Regions from separate parts of the Mus musculus genome. Here region 2 is linked to region 1. The links are chromatin contacts, called in public HiChIP or PLAC-seq maps. All regions are on one chromosome and are shown on one strand. Each heading gives the region's core, a stretch centred on a gene start, on an enhancer-like site or on the middle of the called end of the contact. The rest is flanking DNA. Distances are from core to core; before and after follow the strand shown. Region 1 overlaps Gm36365 (a long non-coding RNA gene). Region 2 overlaps Hacd3 (3-hydroxyacyl-CoA dehydratase 3).

Region 1 (7,727 bases), core at 1,419-3,918:
CTGAACTGCTGATTTCCAGACAACTGCTGATTTTCCAGATGTGAGTTGCTCCGAAGAACCTTTCTAAACAGGTCCACCTCCCCGTATTCTTTCTTTTCCACTACCTTTAGTGGGCGGTGGGCTACAAAGGAGGTTAAAGCATTTAAGAACCATTATTGAAAATAGGATTTGAAAAAAATTAAAGTTATAGCTAGGTGTGTAGGCTCATGCCTGCAATTCCAGTACTCAGGAGGTAGAGAGAGAGGACCCAGAGTTCAAGGCTAGTCTGGGCTATGTAACAAGACACTCAGTGTGTGTGTGTGTGTGTGTGTGTGTGTGTGTGTGTACACTTATATGTGTATACATGCATGATGGAGAGCTGTGCCATGCGCTCATGTGAAGGTCAGAGGACAGCTTTGTGCAGTCCCTTCTTTCCTTCCACTTTTGCATGGGTCCCAAGAATTGAACTCAGGTCACCAGGCCTGTGTGGCAAGCTCCTTTACTGATGACCAATCTTGGCAGCTCAGGAAAAATGTCCTGAAGAGACACACCTTGCGTGCCCCTCCCTTTGGTCACCAAACAGTGGCTCCTAGGAATTTGGAATTTCCATAGGTGTCTCATGTTGGGAGAAGAAAAAGGCTGAAGCCTGGTGCTAGCCAGAGGGTTGGGAGTGACAGGTGGGGTGGGGTGGAGTGGGGTGAACACAGCAATGAATGAAGACTTGTCTCCAGGAAGAGATTTCACATGGTTCTGACACCTTACGGAAGAGATGGGAGCTGAGACAATGGTGGGTCAATGACAGGGGGAGCACATCGTGATCAGGATTACTCAGGGATGCACACCTCTGCTCTTCTATTTAAACTCATGTCAGGATCCCAAAGATGGACTTGGAGGTCAATAGATGGCTTTAATAGTTCCTCTTCCCCAGAAGGCCACTTTTGAATAAGTGTCTCCGACTTTCACCACTGCCTTATGATTTGGACGACTGTGGGTGAGTGGCCCAGTGTAGCTCCTTAGCGCTGCTGAAGCCTGGGCTCTGATTCTAACACCTCTAGTGACATGCCGAGGCCTAGTCACCAACGTTGCAGTGTTGACAGGTGAAGGGCCATTTAGAGGTGACAGAGGAAAGCCGTGAATTCTAACGCTAGTAGGACTGGGTTAGTGATAGCAAGAACAAGCTAGTGTCAGGCTGCCTCTATCCCTGCCCTCTACTTCCTAGGTGCGCACTAGACACTCTTACACATGTTTGCTTCCTGATGTCCCTGCTGCCTGCTGCATCAATTTATGACACAAAAAGAGACCCTCACCAAAGGCAGCAACCCAATCTTGAACTTCCTTGTCTCTAAAACTATGAGCTAAATCAATCCATTTGCTTAATAAATGGCACAGTCGCTGGTATTCTGTTATAGTGATGGAAAACAAAGTAACACAGCCATTCTTCCCCATAAGTGCTTTTTTTACACGGGAAGTGTTACTTGGGGACCTATCGGGCTTTGGCTATTATTTCCAACATCTAGACAGCAAACTACCTACCCCACTAACAGTTGTACCTGCTCTACTTTCCTTTTTCCTTTCTCTCTCTCTCTCTCTCTCTCTCTCTCTCTCTCTCTCTCTCTCTCTTTCTTTCTTTCTTGATGGATGTTCAATTTCTTCACAAGCTTTGTTTTATTTTATTTTTTAGATATTTATTTACTTTTTATTCATAAGAATACACTGCAGCTGTCTTCGGACACGCACTAGAAGAAGAGTGTATCGCCACCATGTGGTTGCTGGGAATTGAACTCAAGACTTCAGGAAGAGCAGTCAGTGCTCTTAACCACCGAGACATCCCTCCAGCCCTGCACCACTTTTCTGACCACATTTCCCCAGCTCTGTGTATAATTTAGGTAGATTGTCTTCAGAAACTCACAAGAGACTCTGAAGTAGTTTGGGTGCTCTCCCCCTTCTTTTTGCAATGCCCCACTTTGCTAATGTCAGTTTGATTTTAAAATATTGCCTTTGGATGCCCCATCTTCGGTTTAAATCGTTTAGCGTTTCTTCAACTTGTCCTTCCCAGGGAGAGACTGTGGCCTTGCTCCAAACTACACTCTGCCTCATCCTCTATGTTTCCCCATTTGCTTTGGTTCCTATAGCTGGAGCCAACACTCTCCAGACTGCTGTGTGTGCAGCCTGCTGGAAAGAAAACAGAAGCGGGTTCCTGCTGCTCCAGTCACGGGGCTGAGGACTCAGAAACCCCTCAGAGGAGCAGCTGGTGAAAAATGACAGGCCACCCTGGGGCTCCCAGTTCCACCCTAGAGGGACACAAAGGGCACTGGAAAACTGTGCGTCTGGTTTCTCAGGGGCCTGACACTTTGCTCTGTTGTCCCAGTGACTCACGTGATTTTCCAGGCCTTCAAACTGGGTCAACAGCTTTGTTTGTCCCTATGGCTCCGCTGGGAGGCCACTCTGGGAAAAGTGGCTGAATGGGGATGTTTGGCCAGGTGATTCTACTGGCTTTTAGCCCCAGGGATGATTATTGATATTCAGGCCAGGAGTAAGGAGAATTAAACACTTCGTCCAGTTAAATCGACAAATGTTGTGTCCCTATTTGACAAATGTTATGTCCCTATTTAAGTGTTAACAATGCTGCTACACAGTGGCCCTCCACATAACCAAACAGAGAACTTGAGAGAGCCCTACATGAAGAGATCCACTCTATGCAAATAAGAAAAATGGCAAAATGGATGGGGGCTGGGTGGTATGGGATGGCTCAGTCAGTCAATTGCTTGCTGCTCAAGCCTAAGGGCTTAATTAAGTTCAGACCCCCCAAAAGCCACATAAAAATGCTGGGCCAGGCAGCACACAGCTGCTATCCCAGTGCTGGGGAGGTAGGGGCACAGTGACACTGGGGGGTTGACAGTCAGCTAGTTTAACTGAATCAGGGAGCTACAGGTTCAATAAGAGACTCCATCTCAAAAGTTAAGTTGGAGAGAAACAGAGGAAGGGACTTACTGTTAACCCCTGTCCTTGAGTGTCACCCAACCTAGCATGCACGACTTCTTGCATGACTCTTGGAACTTCAGAAACAAAACCAGCAAGCTTGTGTTCACCGTCTAAGTCAGAGACACTCCCATGAGTCTGTGAGTGGGATCTGACAATTTCTTCATTGATTGAGTAGAAGGGTGAGCCTGGGTCAGTATTCCTCAAATTTGAGAAGTCAGGGACCCAAGAACACATTTGAAGAACTTGATTTTCACATGTTAGACCCACAACCTTCCTGTAGCAGTGTTCTTCCTAGTGGACAGGAAGGAAAACCCAATCGGATGTGCATCAACAGATGTGCGGATTGGCAGTGAAAGGCAATGGGGAAATCACTCAGCCATTTAAAAAAATGAACTAAGGGTGGGGAGTTAAGACGACTCAGCAGTCAAGAGTGTATACTGCTTCTGCAGAGGACCCAAGTTGGTTCCCACCACACATAACGGGTAGCTCACAACTGCCTGTAACTCCAATTTTGGAGATCTGACACCCTCTTCTGATATCCACAGGCACCTGCATACATGCGAGAAACAAACACACACACATGCACACACACGTCAAAATAAATTAAAGGAATGCTGATGTTACAATTTGGATGTATCTTGGAACTGTTTTAAATGAAGGAAACCAGACATAGCTTATCTTGAGAATCCATTTGAATGGAATGTTCAGAGTGGTCTAACCCAAAGGGATAGAAAGTAGACTAGCGATTTCCAGGGGCTAGAGAGGAAACGGAATAAAGATTGTTAATGGATATGAGGAGGTTTTCAGTGGTGGGGGTGGGGTTGGGGGTGGGGTTGGGGGTGGGGTGAAAATGTTCTGTAATTATATAGTGGTGAGGACTGCACAAGCTCATGCCAATACTCAAAATAGGATAAATACTCAGAGGATAAATTTTTATAACATGTGAGTTATATCTCAGTAAAAAAAAATCACTTATAATTTTAGTTGATCTCTATTTTGAGAATTACTTCCCAGGGAGGGGGTACACAACATCTACCCCCCTTCTCATAAAATGCCAATGGCAAAGCAAAGTTCAATTCTACCAAAGTTCATCTTGGGGGACCAATGAGTTTCGGGAGCCCGTTTATAGAGCCTGTGTGAGGGGCAACTGACAGGAGTGTGGCGACTCCTGAGCAGCTGCTTTGAAAAGTCTTTACCGAGCATGGATGATGGTTTCTTCCTAGCCAGCCAGGCAGAGGCCCTTCCATTAAAATTCCCCAGCCCTCCAAGGCTTCAGCCATGTGCAATTGAACAGAGTGGCAGACAAATGGCTGGGAGGTGTGGTTGAAATCTCAGGTAAGAATACAGTACCCTGCATATGTATCAAAAGATGGCCTAGTCGGCCATCACTGGAAAGAGAGGCCCTTTGGACTTGCAAACTTTATATGCCCCAGTACAGGGGAATGCCAGGGCCAAAAAGTGGGAGTGGGTGGGTAGGGGATTGGGGGGGAGGGTATGGGGGACTTTCGGGATAGCGTTGGAAATGTAAATGAGGAAAAAACCTAATAAAAATATTTTTAAAAAAAGAATACAGTATCTTCCCCTCCTCCTCCTCATAGAAGGGAATGAGAATAAGCCTGGAGCTCCTTGCAAGCAGGCAGAGTTGCTCTGATGAAGCTGGCAGCTGCGTTTGCTCAGGGGTCTGAGCCCTACAACAATCTCCAAGTACGTGGGCCTGTTTTCTGGTTTGGTTTTGTTTTGTTGATAGATTCTCACGAATCCCGGGCTGGTTTCAAACTCAGTCTGTAGCCAGAGATAACCCTGAACAATAATCCTGCTTCCCTCTCCCTAGTACAAGCGTCACAGGCCTGCACTGCCGTGCTCAGTATGCAGGATTGGGAATGGAAGCAGGGCTCTGTGCATGCTAGCTAGGCAAGCACTCCACCAACTGAGCTCTGTCCCCAGCCCCCAGGATGTCTTAGTTGGAAGCAGTGCAATCTTATTTCAAGATCCACGCATGAATGGGCTGGTGGTGTGGCTCAGTGGTAGCACACATGCTTAACGTCATACACAAGGTCCCAGTTTAGTCTTCAGTGTTACACATATACACATGCATGAGGTGGCTAGCCAAGTCATCCAGAAGATGTTAGCTGCACATGACCACAGAGGAAACCTGAAATCACAAATGCCTGTAGATAACCCCTAGACCCGAGAACCCATCCATGGGATGCTTAGGAGTCTATGACTCCCGGTCTGAGAAACACTGGCTCATGGTGTGTTGGCTTTGCTCCATGTGAGTGATGAGGGAGGGCCTTTTCCTAAAGTGCTTTCCAAAAACAAAGCCTGGCCAAAGACAACTTGGGATTATGAGTCCTTTGGCAAAGCCTGGGGAATGTAAGCATAATGTTCTATCTATGCTCTGGGTTCCAGGCTGAGCATGTGATCTGTAAGGCTAGGACTACAGGAGTCCATCACGAGATGAACGTGGAGGGTGGGCCTAGTTCACTTAACATGGAAGCTCCTCTGAGGAAGGCCTCCTTCCAGAGCCTCACTTAGGTCAAGTAGTAACCACTCTGACATAGACATGATCCCATGAAGGGTCCCTGATCATGGAGTTAAGACTGTGGCTGCTAAGTTGAAACAAAAGAAGAGGATCTAGAGTAGTGGTTCTAAACCTGTGGATCGAGAGCCCCTGGAGGGTCAAACAGCGTTTTCACAGGGGTCACCAAAGACTATTGGAAAACACAGGTATTTACATTACAATCCATAACTGCAGCAAAATTATAAGTAGCAATGAAAACAAATTTTTGATTGGGGCTTACTACAACATGAAGAACTATATTATAGGATTATATTACACATCACTAGGGAAGTTGAGAGCCATTGATTTACAGAGAAGGCTCAGCAGTTAAGAGTGCATGCTGCTCTTTTAGAGGAATAGAGTTCAGTTCCCAATACCCACATTGGGCAGCTCAAAACCTCCAGTAACTCCAGCTGCAAGGGTTTTGATGCCCCCTCCTCCGGCCCCTGAGGGTACTGCACTCAAAACACACCACCCACACCCACACCCACACCCACTATATATATATGAAATAAATTTTTAGAAGCAAAACAAAATAGATGAAGGCCAATGGCTTTCCTACATGGTCTGTTTGTCTGTTTGGACATGGCAAAAGCCAAGCCATGTAGGGGATGGGTCATAGTGAATCATTATTTACCTAAAAGGCAATTCTCTATCCTGTGCTCTTTTGCTTCCTCATATAGAAGAAAGGTGAGAAACCATCCTGCTTCTTGGGATAGCTAGCTTCTCAGTCAGTTCAACTCATCAAACTTAAAAAATATATATTTATTTTCTTTTATGTACATAGTTGTTTGACCTACATGTCTATCTGTGCACCGCCCGCACTGAGTGCCGACACCGACAGAAGCCAGCAGAGGATGTCCGTTACCCTGGACTGGAGTTACAGTTGTGAGCTGCCATGTAGGTGCTAGAAATGGAACCCTAAGTCCTCTGCAAGAGCAGTCACTGCTTTCTACTGAGCCAATTCTCCAGCTCCCTATTCATCAAACGTTTACCAAGCACCTAGTCCTTATGTATTGGACACAGAGTCAGTTTTGGGGGAGAGTGCTGTGACCTCTTCCCTTGGGGAGCTCCAACCTATAAGGAAATACTATTATTGTATTTCCCTATTATTTTATTGTTTTTTAAAATGTGCATGTATCTGTATATTCCACATATGTGCGGGTGCAGGTGTGTATGTTTCTGTGTGTACATGTCACATGTGTGCAGGTGCCCGTGAAGTTCAGAACAGGGCATTAGATCTCTAGAGCTGAATACGGCAGCTGTGAGCCACCCGATGTGGGTGCGAGGAACAGAGCTCTGATGTAATGCAAGAACCATAAGCGCTTCCCGCTGATCACTATCTCCAGCTTTGTTGTGTTTATTGTACAGAAAAGAGGTGCAGTGTTGAAAGGTCTTTGAAAGCTATGGAGTGCTGTGAAATATAATAAACAATGTGTCTTACGCTTATCTAATGTGGCTCAGCGGTTGGTCTGATCCTGTCTTTGAGTAAATTCTCTAACAACAGCCCATTTGGAATCTTGGGATGTATCACAGTTGGCAGAGTGCTTGTCTAGTGAGCAGGAAGCCCTGTGTTCCATACCTAGCACCATACAAACTGACCATGGTCACACATCCTTGTCATCTCAGCACTCAGGGGACAGAGGCAAGAGAATTACAAGTTCAAAGTCACATTTAGCTAGTTTGAGAGCAACCTGGGATACAAAATACCCTGGCACACCAGGAAGTACATAATTACTTTTGTCAAATTAAACATTGGGGTGGTCAGTATTTACCTGGATAGTAACTGAATATTTTTCAGAAATGCATTTCATGTTGTGACCACTAGGTGTCTCGTTATTTTACAAGAAAATGGGAAAGCCTGGTGTTTGCACTTGGGTTGCTAGCCACCTGCTGTGAACACATTTGCCTCAGATAAAAATCTTAACCCTGTTCTAGCAAACATGGGTGCTAGCGGATGCTACTCATTTGAGACGTAGAAGATATCGCTGTGGATCATCTCTCCTGTTCATATCCCGCGCACCTACAAACTGTTCTCCTGAGAACCGGAAGGAAGAAGACAGCATCAGTTTGCCAATATTCAAATGCTAAGACCTTGATGGGAGCAGTGGTGCATCACTCCTGGTGTCCTGAGACAGGGTTTATCTGTGGTCTGAATATGAGCTGACACCCTAAGCCATGCTATGCTGTCTCTCTGCACCTAGTC
Region 2 (6,959 bases), core at 551-3,050, 230 kb after region 1:
ATCCATGTATTTGTAATCTAAATCCTCAGTTTAACAGGGTCCATAGAAAAAATAAATTACAGTTGAAAATTGATCACCAATTAGCCAACAGGCCTGTTTCACTTGATAGCTTTTGGACTAGATCACTTTATAGCCTTAATGTCTTAAACTGCTTAATGCATTTAGCATGTCTGTCTGTGTGTGTGTGTATGTGTGTGTGTGGCTGCACACACACCATGGTATGCATGTGGTTGTTAATGGACAATTTGGGGCATTGTTTCTCTCCTACAACCATGTGGGTGGTGGAGCTAGTTTTGGGGCTTGGCAGCAAGCACCCTTACCTTCTGAGCCATCTTGCCATCCCTACAGCCAGCAGTCTTATGAAAAAACACTCAGCATCCACCTACCATCTTAGGTTGAACAAGGTGAGCATTTACTTATCTGAAGGTCCCTGTTTTCCTTCCAGGATGAGAATGCCATAGTAATCCGAGAGTAGCTGCACCTGAGACTTCTCCATTCTCTCCTGTGGTCACATGGAGGCTGCTGGTCACAGGTTGACTATAAGCCCTAGGCATGTGGTCCTAGCTGCCACTGTGCTACCCAAAGTCCAATGTCAGGGGTATAAACAAGTCACAGTTCCTCCCCTTTCAACAGACCCCCCACACACACACACACCCCCAGCTAACCGGCTCCACAGCCGAAAACTGCAGGTGGAAAATGCAGAGTCAGACAGTAGGATACTCTACAAGAGTTCATGTCTCTTTTCAAACAGTTTACATTTTCTATTATAATCTTATTTTCTCCATACCTATTTTGCAAAAGAAACGGTACTGTTAATTGACCTACATTCAGACCACTGGAAAACTGTATTCTCTCTAATCTTTTTGAGAGTGCTCATTTGCAAACTGCTATGATCAAACAAAGAAAAGCAAGTTAGACATTAATTATAGCCTCATAAGCGTTGTTTATGCTACTGTTGACTCTTTCTCTATGCTCCACAACACTACACTAGTGAATATTCCACAGAAATTTCTTACTGATGAAGACACATGAGAAGTTTGTAACTTAATGCCACATGTCACATCTGCAGAAACTTCACCTATAGTTCTTGTTTCCTTAAAACACATCCGCAGAAGTGAAACCTCTAGGCCTGCTCCGGTCAGCATGTTCCTCCAGGAACTGACATAGGGAAAGGCAGGTAAGGCAGGAAAGGCAGGAAGGGCAGGAAGGGCAGGAAGGGCAGGAAGGGCAGGAAGGGCAGGTGCCTATTCACGTCCAAGGCAGAGAGAGCCACCTCAGCTGAGGTAGATGAAATGTCATACTTACCTTTTCCTAAAATAAAGAACCGCACTGTGAGGTTGACAAAGATCCAGGAGAACCCCAGGAGCTGCACAAGGTTGTACATGAACAGGTACCCTTTCTTCAAGTTTGTAAGAGCTGCAAAGCAAAGCAGAGCCGGGCCGTGAGCTCCTGAACACAACTCCGGAGGGAAGCCCTGGTGCCCCGTGTCGTGTACTCACCAGCTTCCTTTCATAGCCCTGCCTAGCTCAGGAGAAAAACTCCACCCCTCGAAACAGATAGAGGGAACTATGTCTCCCTTCAGCTTTTGTCCTAGTTAACATAATTCCTCTCCTCTGGGGTTTGGAGCATTGAGGGGATTATTTTTGGTTTTGTTTTGTTTCTTTAAGATCATGCAGGTCAAACTAGCTCACATAATAGGAAGAATAAATGAAAAAAACAAAAGCAATTCTAACATGTGGTCGTATAGACACATAGGCAGTCCTGTCTGCGAAGGGCAAAATGGGAACACAAAGGCAGTGAGAGCACAGCACCGCCTCCAAGGAGCTGATGACGGGCTGGAAAGCCACAGCACAAGCCAGAAGGAGACAGAGAATGTCCTCTGAAAAAAAGACATTAGCCTGGGAAACAGGCAGTCTATGTGGCTAAGCCAGGATCTGAGCTGCGCCTCTAGACATGGGCAGGATGAGGACACAGCCAGAGGCAGAAGAGGGAACAAGCACTCTGTCCACAGAACGAGCTTGGCCTTACAGGCCCCTCCCTCACAAGACAGGGGAAAAGAAAGGACAAAAAGGACAGTCTCTGGCAGAGACTCCAGGCCAACTGTGTCACCAATACTCTCATCAACACTTTACTGATGCCCAGACCACAACAGTATGGTCAAAATAAAACCAGCCCATCTCATAGGGCCAAAAGACACCACATGTAACACACTTAGTCAAACTTCTTCATAATGCAAAATGTACACTTCCTTCCCCATCATGAAGAACCCTAGCATCAGGAAACCATGAATTTATTTAAAAAAAAATCCATGTTTTAAGTTTTTGGTTGTTTTTTTTTTAATTTATCAAGTTTAAAACACTAAAAAGTTAATGTAAATATCAAAGGTAGCCTTTAAAAACACAACTTTATTACTGGGCCAGTCATGTTGGTGCCCAGCACTCTGGAGGCAGAGGCAGGGGGATATCTGTGAGTCTGAAGCCAGCCTGGTCTATGTAGTAAGTTCCAGGCCAGCCAGACCTTGTCGCAAAAGTTTAAAACACAGCAAACGCTAATCACCATCATCATCATCACCATCCCCCCTCACCACCATCATCACTCCCACCATCATCATCACCACATCCCCCCTCACCACCATCATCATCACCATCCCCCCTCACCATCATCATCACCACCATCCCCCCTCACCACCATCATCATCACATCTCCCCTCACCATCATCATCACCACCATCCCCCCTCACCACCATCATCATCACCACCCCCCTCATCATCATCATCACCACCATCCCCCCTCACCAGCATCATCATCACCACCCCCATCATCATCACCACCCCCCTCACCATCATCATCATCACCATCCCCCCTCACCACCACCATCACCATCCCTCCCCACCATCACCATCATCATCATCATCACTATTGTTGTTGTGAGGGGGCAGGCTCATGTGCTGTGGCTCAGTGTGGAGGTCACATGTCTGTGACATCAGTCCTGTGATGTCCGTGCTCTCCTTTCACTTTTGTGTGGCTTCTACAGACTCACATAAAGTTTGTGCAGGCAACTGTCTTCATTGAGGTGGCTCCCTGCGTTGGTCTTTGCCTCCACTAGTCCTCTTTAGAGACTAAGTTTTTATCTTTTAAGATGATTTTTTTAAATCTGTCATCACTCAAGCTTTTTTTGTTTTTGTTTTTTTCGAGACAGGGTTTCTCTGTGTAGCCCTGGCTGTCCTGGAACTCACTTTGTAGACCAGGCTGGCCTCGAACTCAGAAATCCGCCTGCCTCTGTCTCCCGAGTGCTGGGATCAAAGGCGTGTGCCACCACGCCCGCACTCAAGCTTTTTTTAAACTCACTTAAAACACAACACACACACACACACACTCAGAATCTTAAATGTGTAAAACACAAGATCTATGTCAATTAAAGTGGAGATCTACCCCTCCAAAGAATTTCTGGGAACTCTTGAGGTACCAGAGAACACGATTTGGAAACCACTTCTCTAAAGCTACCTCCATCCTTCCTTCAGGCATGTCAATGCTGCCCTGCAAAGCTTTGATTCAGCACACACCTCACTCGTCCTTCTGCAGTCCACACGTGAATCTCCTGAGACCTGCACGAGCCTGCCGCTGGAGCGTCAGTTTTTCAGGTGCCCACACTTAACTCATCCGGCTCCACACCTAGAGTTACTCTAGTGCTTCCCAGGCCGTGTGTGTAACAGGCAGCTGCTGGACTTAGGCACCATCACCACGAACGTTATATAGTCACTTACAGACCTTCTTTCTAATAAACATTTGGTTAGATAAAATGATTTTTTTTTTCTAAAATTCTGAGATCTGGGTGGGGTGGCACACACCTTTAATCCCAGCACGCAGGAGGCAGAGGCAGGCCAATTTCTGCATGTTCTAAGCCAGCCTGGTAGACATATTGAATTCCAGGCCAGCCAAGAAACCTTATCTCAAAATAAAATAAAATAAAATAAAATAAAATAAAATAAAATAAAATAAAATAAAATAAAATAAAATGAAAACTCTGAATGGGGTTAAAGAGCCAGCTCAGTGGCCAAGACCACTTGATACTCTTGTAGAGGCCCTTGGTTTGGTTCCCAGCACCCGCATGGCAGATAGCAACTGGTAGTAACTTGTTTCAGGAACTACAACACTGTCTTCTGGTCTCCTGGACTCCACAGGCACACGGTACAGACATACATGGAGACACTTTCCACCTTAAGAACTGATAACCAAAGGCATCCTTGCCACGGCCCTTCAGACATCAAGTGAGAGAAGATGCCAGGCTAAAGGGGTGTGGCCTTAGTCCACGCCCATTTCCACTGCCTACACAAGGTGAGTGCTGTCTGCCCTTAGTCTGTGCATAAGACAAGGTTCTCTTCTGCTGCATTAGCCCTGGTTTACTCAGACAAGGCTAGTCCCAAATAGAAAGAAAAGGCAAGGCTTTAGAGTGGTGTTCATAGCTTCAAACTAAACATAAACTCACCCAAGCTTGCATCAGGGTGAAAGTCCCCACTCTCCCCCAACACCGCATCTACCCAGCCCATCACCAGTTGACTCATAACCACCTTAGCCACTTACTTTCAGGGGAGCCTTCCCTTTCTAGTCTGAGTTTATTTAGGCGTTCTTCCTCCTAGAATTTAGACAGAAAATTTTCAAGAATACAAGTTAGAATTCCCAGGTGCTGGGAGCATGACCTGACCCCTCAGGCTGCCCCTTCCCACCATGTTCATCAGCGCTCTACGGAGAGACTGTTGCAGATCACCGCCTGAGCACTGAGTCTAGTACCCCATCCAATGGCGAATCAGCTAGCTGGGCAGTCTTGTACTCTTACAGCTTGCTATAGCACCAAACACAGTGGTAGGCTAGGGTAAGAAGTGCCATTTCAGACGGTACATTCCAGAAACTACATTCCTAGTATAAGCTCTGGGGTTTTGTTTTTGTTTTTGTTTTTTTTTTCAGATGCTAAAATCATAACTAATGTCAGTGTAAACTTGTGGTTAGCTTAATATACAGACAGACACATAAAGGTATATTTCTCAGTATCTGAGTATGCACACCTGTATTTCCTCACTGTCAGCTGATCTGGGTGCTAATATCACTCTCCAAAAATAAAGACAGCTTGGGCTGGAGAGATGGCTCAGTGGTTAAGAGCAATGGCTAGGCTTGATTCTTAGCACCCACATCTGTTGATGCTCTCTTCTGGCCTCTGTGGGCACAGACCTACATGCAGACAAAATACCAATACACATACAAGTTTTTGTTTTTTTTTTAAAAGATAACTCCTTAAAGAAATGGTTATCTAGAACTGAAGCGAAGTGTATGCAAGCTACACCTGATTATAGAGTGCCTGAAAGTAAGAAAGGGAGAAGAGAAAAGAAAAAAAAATCCTGCAATGGTGAAGGCCTTTGAAAGATGCACTAGGCCAAGTGGAAGAGCCTCCAATGGGATGATGTGAGCCACAAGAACAGTGTTAGAGTATAATCCTACACATAAATTTATGGAAATGACTGAATAAGGAAATGGGAGAGAACAGGTGAACTTCTCATGTAGAAAATTTCCAAACAAATGATATGGAAACAAAACTCCCTGCTCTGAAAGAGTGGCCGGGCAGACTTCCTTCCAGAGAGCACAGTGGGATGGGGAGAGGCCCATAAACGCTGTCCTGGCCAGCGGGCCAAGCTTGGGTCAACAGTGCTGTGGCTTTGCCTCTGTGTCTCGGGCGTGTGATAAGAGGGTACTTTACCTTCCCCGAGACCCCGTCACCTCCTGAGACCCCGTCACCTTGGCCTGGCCCTGAGGTAGCCTACCAGTCTTACATGATGAGCACTTCACAATCACGTCCCAAGCCTCCGAGTTCCTGTGTAACGTGTCCCACTCTATCAAACCCTCATGAGTTCATCTTCAGAAATGAGAGCTTAGCCTCGCTCACCTTGGCTCTCAGCTCCATTTCCGCATCAGATTCATCCAGCCAGCGATCAAAGTCAGGGGCCAAAAACAATGGGCGCTTCTCTTGCTTGGTGAGTCTTTCCCACCAATGACTCCCCTTCTTCTGGACTGTGATGTTCACCTGCCTCTGGGTCAGCCTGTACGCCGGCTGGGAGAAAAAGCGAGCGTTAGAACTCCTTTCCTGCACTGGCTGCACTATGCTGCGGTGACTTCACAGAGCAGCTGCATGGGTGTTGCCTCCTCTTCCATCCCTGCTTCTACAAGCCATGATAAGTGGAGAGCACTGTCCACCGAGGGCTACTGGAAAGAGCAGCAGTTTCTTTTTCTGGCTTCTCAGTCAGCCTCCATGGGCATGCCATGTTCTCAGCACCCACGACAGGGCTATTTGAGCCACCACAAAATGAGCTCTGGCACAGGAAAATTCATAGACTCTCGACACCAGGCCAGAAGTATGAACCAAACCTTCAGCTTCCTGAGGCTAAAAGAAGGAAACTGCTCCTATACTCCCAGCATTTTTTAAAAATCCTTTTCACCCTTCATCCTTTCTGCATCCTATGATCCTTATTGGCACAGTGACTGAGTCTCATGAAAACCTTACAGTGAGGGCTTCAGCAGCTATCGCCTGACTCTCCTCTGTCATCACTAAAATAGGAGAATACCAGAACTGGAAGAGAGCTAGAGGTTTCATCTGAGCCCTTATCTAACACGTAAGGGGAAAAAATGAAGTTCATATCAATTAATGGCCAAGCCCAGATGCAGCTCTGGTGCTCTGGCTCTCCAGTATGTCCACTCCTTGGCAGCCACACACAGCAGCATCTGTTCCAAATGCAGCAGTCTCACTCCCCTTTGCTCATCTTCAGAGTCTGTCCTTATGTCACCTAACTATTAGGACACACTTCTTAACGTGGAAAGGTTACAAGAAAGCAGAGAACATACCTCTGGCTTCACAAGGTCTAAGAACTCCAGGTGAAATTCATAGACATTGTCTCCTTTGGCACCGTGTCCCTGAG

What was found. HiChIP or PLAC-seq counts read pairs in DNA pulled down with a chosen protein or histone mark.
Region 2: a contact with region 1 is called in an H3K27ac HiChIP or PLAC-seq map of microglia, with 4 times the contacts expected there. The contact joins two enhancer-like sites. A contact is called at or near these places in 1 of 484 Hi-C or Micro-C datasets (liver) and 2 of 115 datasets of contacts at active chromatin or transcription factors (double positive thymocytes and microglia).

The regions. Positions count from the first base shown.
Region 1 is chr9:64,772,388-64,780,114 of GRCm38.p6, forward strand. Gm36365 (a long non-coding RNA gene) reads left to right here. Exons shown (of 3, transcript XR_379558.3): 1 at 1-40; 2 at 4,560-4,665; 3 at 6,309-6,975. Among named protein-coding and RNA genes, the nearest start is that of Gm36365, 4.8 kb to the left of the region's middle. Within about 2 kb of position 2,669, at least 7 of the 459 cell types and tissues checked have an H3K27ac peak or open chromatin away from gene starts, as enhancers often do. A contact at or near this core is called in microglia, where this site is marked.
Region 2 is chr9:64,999,676-65,006,634 of GRCm38.p6, forward strand. Hacd3 (3-hydroxyacyl-CoA dehydratase 3) reads right to left here. Exons shown (of 11, transcript NM_021345.2): 3 at 6,886-6,959; 4 at 5,933-6,097; 5 at 4,582-4,633; 6 at 1,306-1,416. Among named protein-coding and RNA genes, the nearest start is that of Hacd3, 19 kb to the right of the region's middle. Within about 2 kb of position 1,801, at least 19 of the 459 cell types and tissues checked have an H3K27ac peak or open chromatin away from gene starts, as enhancers often do. A contact at or near this core is called in microglia, where this site is marked.